Linked DNA regions of Drosophila melanogaster: region 1 is linked to region 2. A link is a contact called in public targeted proximity ligation data. All regions are on one chromosome and are shown on one strand. The core of a region is the stretch at or near the end of the contact, and the rest is flanking DNA. Distances in the headings are between cores, read along the strand shown.

Region 1 (4,780 bases), core at 1,650-4,149, 320 kb before region 2:
TCTTTTGAAGCGTAAGGACACTGTGACTTAACTATTTTTTGTTATAATATTGGATTAATATCATCGTATTTCTTTAATATATTGATATAATACCAGTCCACTAGAATGCAAATAGTCCTAGGCAATTTCCACTTCGTTTCTCTCGTATTTCATTAACTCTCGACTGCATTTTTCTTAGGCCAACTCACATTGTGGCTAACTATTGTGGCTTACATGGCCCAGCACGACAATTAAAACTTAATTAAAATTGCATGCACTTTAACCTTCGCCCTGAACTTCCATTGCTTTTAATTAGAATATATTTATATGCGCTTGACACGATTTTCACGCCCATCCGGCGGGATTATATAATCGTTATGGCCATAACCAAATGAGACATTAAATGGAAGCAAAGTGTTATTAGTTGGGTCCTAGGAGGTCAGCCGTGCTATGATTTAAATATTAATTACATATTGCTGAGAGGCGCTGAGCACAAATATTAAGCAGTTATCCTAATTTAAATGTCATATTGGCGGGAAAGTAAAAAAAGTACACATGTGTCTGTTATCTAGCAGAGTCATGTAAGCCAAACAGCTGTGCGCCAAGATCTGGCAACGCTGCCTCATTTGCATTGTTTACATTTTAGCATGCGACGCTGAAACTAATAGAACGCGAAATATAAAAGTAAATCCAAAGCAGAACCAAGCCTCAGTTTTACATGTGCTGGCAAAGGCAGAGCAGCGCTTTCGGAGCCAACTGGAGGCCATCGAGGAGTCGAAACCATCGGATCAGCAGGCGCATTCCTGGCGTGACTGCGGTGCATTAAATCACCCGGAAAATCGCGGCGACGAACAGCAACCGGAAGTTCGGCGCGAAACGAGCAACTGGTGGTCACCAGAATGGAGGTTTACGCCTGGGTAGGAGCCGCAGTAGAACTCTCGATAAGGAGCCGACCACTGAAATACCCTTGCAGAGAACGAGTTGGTTCGAATTAATCGTATCTCTGTGCCACCTGTAGATCCAAAACCAATATCTTACCTAAAGGCCAACTACTACGTAGTACTTCCTATAACATATCATTCAAGTCCTCGTTAAACCTTCGAAATCATTGTTTTACCACTTTTCTTATACTATATAAAAAGCCTATCTGAGAAGCCTAATATCTTTATATCTCTTAGCCATTCTAACGATAATTGCTTATCAACTTGCGTCTGAAACTACATTACTCTCTGCAAGGGTATGACAAGAAAGAAACAGAGACATCGCCACGGTGCATTTGCATTGCAAATTAATGAGTGATTTCCTTGGCTTGGGTTCTCGCCCCTTTTTTCGCCATGTCTTAGGGTGCCAATTCTCACGGCCAGCTCGGCCTTGGCTTTGAGTCCGAATTGTGCATGACACCGCAACGGGTGGCCAAGTGCTCCTTCGCCCCCGCCCAGGTTCGCTTGATTCGTGGAGGTGGTGGCCATGTTCTCATCCTCGACACAAGCGGACGGATTCATGCCTGCGGATGGAACAATCGTGGTCAACTGGGACTGGATTCCACGGAGGAGTGCCACAGCGAGTTCAAGATGATCCCCACGGAATACTTCGGGGTGAGTAAGCCTATGATCGCTTCTCCTAGAAACCCATAATCTCTAACAATAAAATTACAGGATGTTCCTGTGGAAACCATTAGCTGTGGCTGGGACATTTCGGGAGCCATCACGTTGACCAAACGCCTGTTTGTCTGGGGCTCCAATGCCTTTCAGCAGCTGGGAATTTGTCAGCGCGGCTTTACTGCCGTGAGAAGACCAATGCCAGTAAAGCTTCCACGCGAAGAACCCGCCCAGAGGATCAGCTTCGGCCTGCGCCACTGTGCCGTCCTTACGCAAGACAACAAAATCTACGTTTTCGGACGATTGAGGATTATGGACCCTCCGCCCATCGAGCTGGATATCACGGCCACCTGCCTGCACCGCTGCAATACGGTGAAGATACAGGTCCACAATCCCAACGAACTGCGGATAGTTTCCATTTCGAGTGGTCAGAACCACATGGTGCTCAAGTGCGCGGATCTAAGCGAAACGGGTGGAGGCAGCACCAAAAGAATCCTTACCTTGGGTGACAACAAGTTTGGCCAGTCCAACGCCTTTCAGTTTGAGGAGGATGTGCGTCAGTTGGCCGTGGGTTGGACCCACAATGCAGCTGTGCTCAAAAACAACGAGATCCTCGTATGGGGTCGCAATTGCTACGGTCAGCTGGGAATGGGTTCGTTCAGCGAACAGCAGGCAATACCCACGCCACTTCGCCTGAAGCTTCCTGAGGATCAGGGTCCTGCCAGAATTCACATGGGCGCCGAGCACGGTCTACTGAGGACTACGGCAGGAGAGGTCTACACCTGGGGATGGAACGAGCATGGGAACTGCGGCAACAACAGCACCGAAAATGTGTAGGAACCGACCTTAGTCCACAAAAATAAGTACATATTTACATTAATTTACTTTTCCAGTTGCACCCCAACTCTTTTACAACTGCCACCAGTGAAATTGTGCGGCGCAGGAGCAGGATTTTGTTACGCGATCACAGAGCCCGTAATCTAACTTTAAGTCCATGTGATGTCCTTCTGGTTTAGCTTATGACCCATTGTAAAATGTTCGTGTACGGCTTTGTTAAAACTTTTAAATAAAAATACTACTGTTATTGATGAAATGAAAAAGCACGAGTTGGAACTACAAATAGTGAAATAAACCGAGTTATCCTTGATATATTATACTAATTCTGATGACACTTTTACGTCAAGCACTTATTTAAATTTACTAGAAGCTCTTTGTTGGGCGGCTACACACATATGAACGGTCACATTGCGGTCACACGTATGAACATGATTTGATATTTACATAGTTTCCTAAATATTCCGATTATGAGTTAGATATTTAAATGAACTCTCTTATTATGGTCATATCATATTTAACTGCCATATCTGAAGGCTTTTCTTTAATAACATTAAGACCAACCAATCAGTGTTGCAAAATAGTCCAGTGCTGCCCATCATCCTTATGCCAGAATCTTTTTTACCGGTCACATTTCTTTTCTTCTTGCTTCACTTCGCCAGTAGGTGACGTTCGTTGTGGTGCGGGGTAAGTTAATTAATTGTTTACTGCGTAATCCAAGCCAGTCTTCATAAACAAACTGGGTGCATATTGACTGGGCTTTTGCTCGATTACCAAGGCTTTTCTATTGTTTTTATTCAGTGAGCTGCGGTACACAGCAGGCGACGGTTGATCAACTTTATTGAAGTCAGGCATATTGTTCGTTCCTCCAAATTTATAGTTTATGTTTTTAGAAGCCGCACGATGTCCGAGAATGCCAGCAACAAGAGCCAGCTTATATCTAATGACCTAGACGAAGATGAGACTGCGGCCGCCACTCAAGGTAGAACTTTCGAGTGAACTTCAGGGTCTCATTGATGCTTATAATGCTACCAATTTACCCCTCCTCAGTCAACATATCCAGTCAGCTGGCCAAGAAAATATGGGGCGTAACATCCAACGACATTTCCCTGGGTCTCGTGGAGGCGTCTGAGGAAGCTGTGCCCAATTTTCCAAGTGGATGCGAATCAGGAACGGGGTGTGAAATGGGATCTGCCAGCAAGCCAGCGGCCAGCGAAAGTGTCAGCAAGCCAGCGGCCGTCGACAGTGCCAGCATTTACGTAACCGAGGTGGAGCGCGTTCTCTACGGAGATACCATCGGTTACCCGGAGAACGGCACTCATAACTACTTCAAGGCCGCCGAAAACTACTCCCTGTTCGGGGAGAGCTTCCTTGACTTTCCCAAGGACATGGCCAGCTGCCTTGCGGGCCTGAAACCGATGGTGAGTCAAGCTTGGAGTTCCCACCCGGGATACGAACGATCCGTCAAGTCGGTGCCTCTATATGAAAGAAGACAAGCTACTCCGGAACATGAAGGCGCTGCCTCCAACTTGCCGGGGGTAAGCTATGAGCAACCAGGCGCGAATCTATTAAACGGTTATCGGGTTTTTTTTGAAAATAGTTTAGAATTGCGTATCTATCTCACATACTATAAATATCCTATGCTAACTGCCATACATTTATTTTGTGTTTCAGAGCGGCTTTCAGCAACAACAAAGACAGATCCCTCAGCATCAGCAGCAACATCAGCAGCAGCAACATCATCAGCAGCAACATCATCAGCAGCAACATCATCAGCATCAACAGCAGAAACATCAACAGCAACAGCAGCAACATCAACAGCAGCAGCCACATCGTCAACTTGGCACCGAAAGCCACAATCGCAACTCGGTTAAAAATTTCAATGAGATACCATTTCCCCAGTTTTACCATCAGATGCGACACCAAGCGCCGCCACAGCCGCAGTTGAATGCGCCACGCAGCCACCATCATATCCACATGCCACAAAAGCAGCAGCAGGTGGCACCACAGCCACCACCGCAACAGCAGCAGCAGCAGCAGCAGCAACAGCAGTATCAGCAGCAGCTTCACCGTCCAAGTGTCGGGGATCTAGCTGCATTGTCCAACGCCAATCCCAAGGACTTTGCTCTGCTGTATCAGCAATTGATCGCTCGAAATCTGCGTCAAGCTTCGCAGCACAACCAGCAACACTCGCAACAGGCTGCCCCGCAACAACCTCAGGCTCCTAACAATGCTGCTGCTGCTGCAGCCATGATCTACAAGAATCTGGAGTTTCAGCAACAAGTGCAGCTGCGACAATTGCAACAGCTGCATCAGCAGCAGCAGCAGCAGCAGCAACAGCCTCGCATGCCACGTGGCATTTATGGGGG
Region 2 (4,604 bases), core at 1,988-4,487:
CGTATTTCTTGCCATCATTCCCCTTGGGAGCACTTTCACCCCTGGCAAGGAAGGCGACCTTCGCCTCTGTCACCGAAACCGTGGTCTCCATCTGGCTGACCTTCCGTTGCTTGCGCTGGATGGCCGAGAGAGCAACGGCAGCGCCGGAGTTGGCCTCCGTCACTTGACGATCTCTGCAGTTCTTGCTTATTTCAGTCGTGTAATAATCCGTATAGTACTGGACGTAGTTAGCATGCTCCAACGGATTCGAGGCATACACGGATGCACTGTACTCCGCAAGACGAGGCACATCCGCCAAAGTGTAGGCCGCCGTAATGGCCGACGGAGACATCGCTGTTTCACCTGCTCTAAAAAAGTTGCCTTCGGCTGGCATCATTTGACGGTTTTCGGAGTCAATGCAGTAGGTGACGATAACTGAAGGGCATGGATTAAAGTTTTGTTTTTTAATTATGAAATAATTAAGAAGTAATAATTTACCTGTTTTGTCGTCCAGAGTGAGTGGCGGATCCAACGCCGTCAGCCCGTTGAACACGTTCATAGAATCAATGAGTGTGTCAAAATTGAGGTAGCAAATGCCCCGAGATGCATTGGTTAGGGCGTCGCGACTGACCAGCACCTTGCTGACTGTTTTGGCCAGTTCGGGCAGGCGCTGCTGAAGGGCAGTTAGCACGCCCTCCTCGTTTGTCAGCGCGTCCAAGCCGCGAAGCATGATCTCTGCATGGGGAAAGCGTGGCAGGTTAGTGGGGTATTTAGCTGATTAGCTAGGAAACGGCATTGAAAGATATTGCTCATGGTGGATATACTTTTTGTGAGGATTTGGCTGATCTCGTCGACGCCCTCGCCGGCTCCGTAAAGAGCATTCTCGCTCTCCGCCCGCGACGCATTGCACATGTAGCATTGGAAGCGGCGCTTAAAGTTGCTGGCACCACACTGAAGGATGGCGAAAAAAGCTAATTATTGTTGCCAATCTGTATCTTAACGGAGCATACCTTAATGCAAGTCCAGTCTGAGATGCGAGTGTGACTATACTGCATGGTGACACGATGATCGCCCAGTTGGAGGACTCCCTGAACGGAAAAATAGAAGAGGTAAAATTGGAATTAGTAACTGAAACTGCTGATCAGGCAAATCGTTCACAGACTACACAGTCACCAAGATTGCATCTGTGTTTTTCGACATCACGCAGATGCTGGTTGCTTCCTTTACGTAAGATTCGATTCCGCCTTTGAGTTCAGTTCCCTGATCTAAGACAGAAAAATGGAAGGGACAGGCAGCCCACCAGCAGAATTGAACTCAAGGCACACATTTTTCAACAGTTGATGCCAAGCTATCGGATCTTGCCGTCATTTCTATTTTGGCGGATACGAGAAGATTCAAGATTCTTGTGGTTTTTAGGGATACCTGGGTTAACTCCATCCAACGAGTCGCCTCCTCAACGGTTTTAAACTCGACAAATGCAAAACAGCGTGAGGCACCTAAATTTTAGATAGAAGTAGATACGAAAATGTTTGGTCAAAAAATGTTGGTTGTATCATTAGCATTGTGTCATTTTTGGGGATTGTGTTTTTGTTTCGGTTTGTAGTTTTCTATATGTTTTTGCTGATGTCGAAGCCAAGTATAATTGAAATTGCTATAAGTCCTACATCGAACATGTTGCTGGGCACGCAATACTCACGCTTTCTCTACAATTTCACTTTAAATCGAATGTAACACACGGAAATGTAACCCACCTGTTTGTTGCTTCCTCATCACGCGAATGGATGTGGGCTCCAGGTCGACCTTGATCAGCTCGCCCATGATCTGTGGAGGATTACTTGGTTAATTTTACATTCGTTCTGCTTATCGCTTAAACATTACGTCTGCTTCCGTGACGTGCTTCTTCAGACCGAAGAGGATTATGTTGTTCAAGGGCTCAACGCTGCTGCCACTGTTGTAGGCACCTCTCTGCCTGAATTCGCTGGCCATGTCGCTGTCCTCGTCCGAGGAACACCGTCTATCTCGATCGCGCTCCTTCTCGCGATCTCTGTAACTGCTGCTGGAGTTACTATTTCCATTATTATTGAACTGCCGCTGGTCATTGCTGCGGCTGAAAGGAAAGCGATTCTTTAAGGTCATACAATGAGCACTTTGTCGAATAAATTTTCGTTCGGTTCGTTTGAAACCATCGTTTGCATACTATCCACTGTAATTAAAGGCATCCAGCATGAATATTTCATAAGATGATTTGTATGCATTTATGCGAACAAAGGGAAGTGTACATTACTGAATGGGTTGATTTCTAATTATTTTGACTTTTATTACAAGTGATTAGCAAATGAAAGGTCTTTTAAACTAGTGAAAGAGGAGTCCTCCTTCTTATGGAAGCCTTGTGAATGGAAACATAGAACTTAGCTTAATCTTAATCTCAGTGATAACACTGAGCACGATATGGGTAATATGCAATATGTATCATTTCTTACCTGCTGCGCTCCGATCCCCGATCGAAGTCATCATGGTTGCGCTCTCTCGAAACGCGATCGTAGTTTTTCCAGCGGTGATCGCGGTCCTTATCCATATCCTGGCCACTCTTGTCGTAGTTGCTATCGTGATCCCTGCGACCCTGGCTATCAGCATGCCGACGATCGTATTTGTCCTCGCCGTGGCGCTGGTCAAGGTTCTGTCTCGAGTTGTAGTTTCCCTGATCCTCGTAATCCTCGTTGATCAGGTCGCGGTACAGATCGCGATCCGGACTGCGGTCGTTTCTATAGTGTGAGGACCGCTCCCGACTGCGCGAACGGGAGTTGCGACGTCTGTACTCATTGCGGTCCCGACTTCGTTCCCTGAAATAATCGCAATTGGTAGTAATCCACTAAGAGGCTCCAGGTGGACAAAGGACTACCTACCTGGATCGGGATCGGGAGCGACTGTAGCGTCTGTAGCCCGATTCGCTGCCGTTTCCGTTGCCGCCCGAGAAGCTGTGACCATATCGAGAATCCATATCTAATGCGAATCGATTGTAATTAAATGCAGTGTTTGTGATTTGGCCTTTTGCCATTAGATGAACCGTCTATGTGCGCACATCTTACTTGGTTACCACGACTGTAACAGGATTGGAAGCTGGTTAAACTTGTTCCCGAACTGGAAGTCTCTTTGCATTCAGGCAGAAACAATCAGTTATCCGGCCAAAAAAAAAAACCCGAATAGAAAAATTCTCGGTCTTCTTTTTTGCCGTTCACCCGAAGTATCTGACTGCCAGTTATCGATAACTGACCGATAGCTCCAGGGCTACCAAGTGCCAGCTAACAGTTGTTTCCCAACACCAAGCAAATTTAAACTTTACACCGTTACATTTTATTTTGTACATTCGAAAAAGGATTTAAATTCGCTTAATCAGAAACTATTAACTAAACGGTCACACTTGCTCGTGGACTTAAAAAAACGCCAATCTGTTAGGAAAACAATGCTCAAGAAGCTTCATATATAATATGGAAATAATTTTTGCTTCGGTTGAAAAGCTGAATTAAACGGCGACTTTAGTTGAAATGAAACATGTGAAACGGCTAAAAACCAATTTCTCAAGCATTCTCGTAGCGCTGCTTCATCATCTTCTTTATATAGGATTTGTAGTCGTTGCCCGGTATCATCTGTCCCGATTTGTTGCCCAAGCCCACGTAATTGGAGCGTCCGTCCGCCTGAGGGAACCCAAAATGCTTAATTTTCTTAATTCATTTTATAGCTTGCCGTCAGCTCAGTTACCTCTATGATCTGGGTGCGTCCCTGGTTCTTCCTGCCCAGTCCCTGTCCCTCCGACCAACCCATCTTTTGGAGCAGTCGACTGCCCACGTTGCTCGAACTGATGGGCATGGCTGGAGTAGCGCTAGTAGACTGCTTTTGCCGCGACTGCAGTGTCTTGATCTCCTGCTCGAATCGCTCCCTGCTCCTATTTGGTGGGGGAGGATCGCTCTCGCCGTACTTCAGCCTGCGCTCCTTGGCACGATCACGATAGCTGGGAAAGAATATGAATTCAATGATAATATACTCCACCACACATCGCGATTTCACTTACGCTAGTGCCTCTTCGATGCTACTGCTAGTGTTTTGATTGAGCTTGGCCAGGTTCTCCTTGTGCAGAGTGGACATCTTCAAGTGCTTCTGGAGTATTTCCAACGATTGGAAGGCACGCTTGCAGAGCAGGCATGTCAGTTTATGGAAGTCCACGTAATCGGACTCTTCAGCACCTCCTCCGCCGCTTACAACCGCTGAACTCTGTGTGTTTTGCGAACTCGCAGCATTGTCCTCTTCAGAGTCCGATGTTCCGCCATAGGCATTGACAAGCTTGTTCATTGGACCCACAGTCGGGTTTGGCGCATAGTCGTTTAACTTGCCCCTCTCCTTCTTCTCGAGAATGGAGAATCCCACATCAGCATATCCCCCTTGATTGCCACGCGAAGTGGTGGCTACCTCGTTCGCCAATATTGGTTGTGGCGTGGCCACAGCTGTGTAGTCCTTTTTCTGGTTTAGCTGCTTGGCCCACTTCTCCATGTCCTTGACGATCTTCTTCGCCACCTTAACCTTGTCGTGCTTGTTTCCACCCTCCTTCTCCTTCGCCTTTTTGGACTCCTCCT

What was found.
Region 1: a contact with region 2 is called in a targeted proximity ligation map of the Kc167 cell line, with 4 times the contacts expected there. A contact is called at or near these places in 3 of 107 Hi-C or Micro-C datasets (the Clone 8 cell line, the Kc167 cell line and the S2 cell line) and 1 of 7 datasets of targeted methods (the Kc167 cell line).

The regions. Positions count from the first base shown.
Region 1 is chr2L:1,498,727-1,503,506 of dm6, reverse strand. It overlaps CG18131, which reads left to right and starts at 2,899. Exons shown (of 4, transcript NM_164422.3): 1 at 2,899-3,098; 2 at 3,305-3,393; 3 at 3,462-3,949; 4 at 4,086-4,780. The coding sequence starts at 3,315. CG7420 reads left to right here and starts at 603. Exons shown (of 4, transcript NM_001272942.2): 1 at 603-896; 2 at 1,323-1,574; 3 at 1,635-2,408; 4 at 2,471-2,723. The coding sequence starts at 879. The coding sequence ends at 2,593. It also overlaps asRNA:CR44064.
Region 2 is chr2L:1,176,323-1,180,926 of dm6, reverse strand. CG4896 reads right to left here and starts at 3,237. Exons shown (of 13, transcript NM_164409.4): 1 at 3,059-3,237; 2 at 2,883-2,979; 3 at 2,460-2,819; 4 at 1,858-2,080; 5 at 1,731-1,800; 6 at 1,402-1,475; 7 at 990-1,067; 8 at 804-930; 9 at 478-714; 10 at 1-414. The coding sequence starts at 2,977. CG4887 reads right to left here. Exons shown (of 12, transcript NM_001272930.1): 10 at 4,046-4,604; 11 at 3,736-3,985; 12 at 3,338-3,671. The coding sequence ends at 3,555.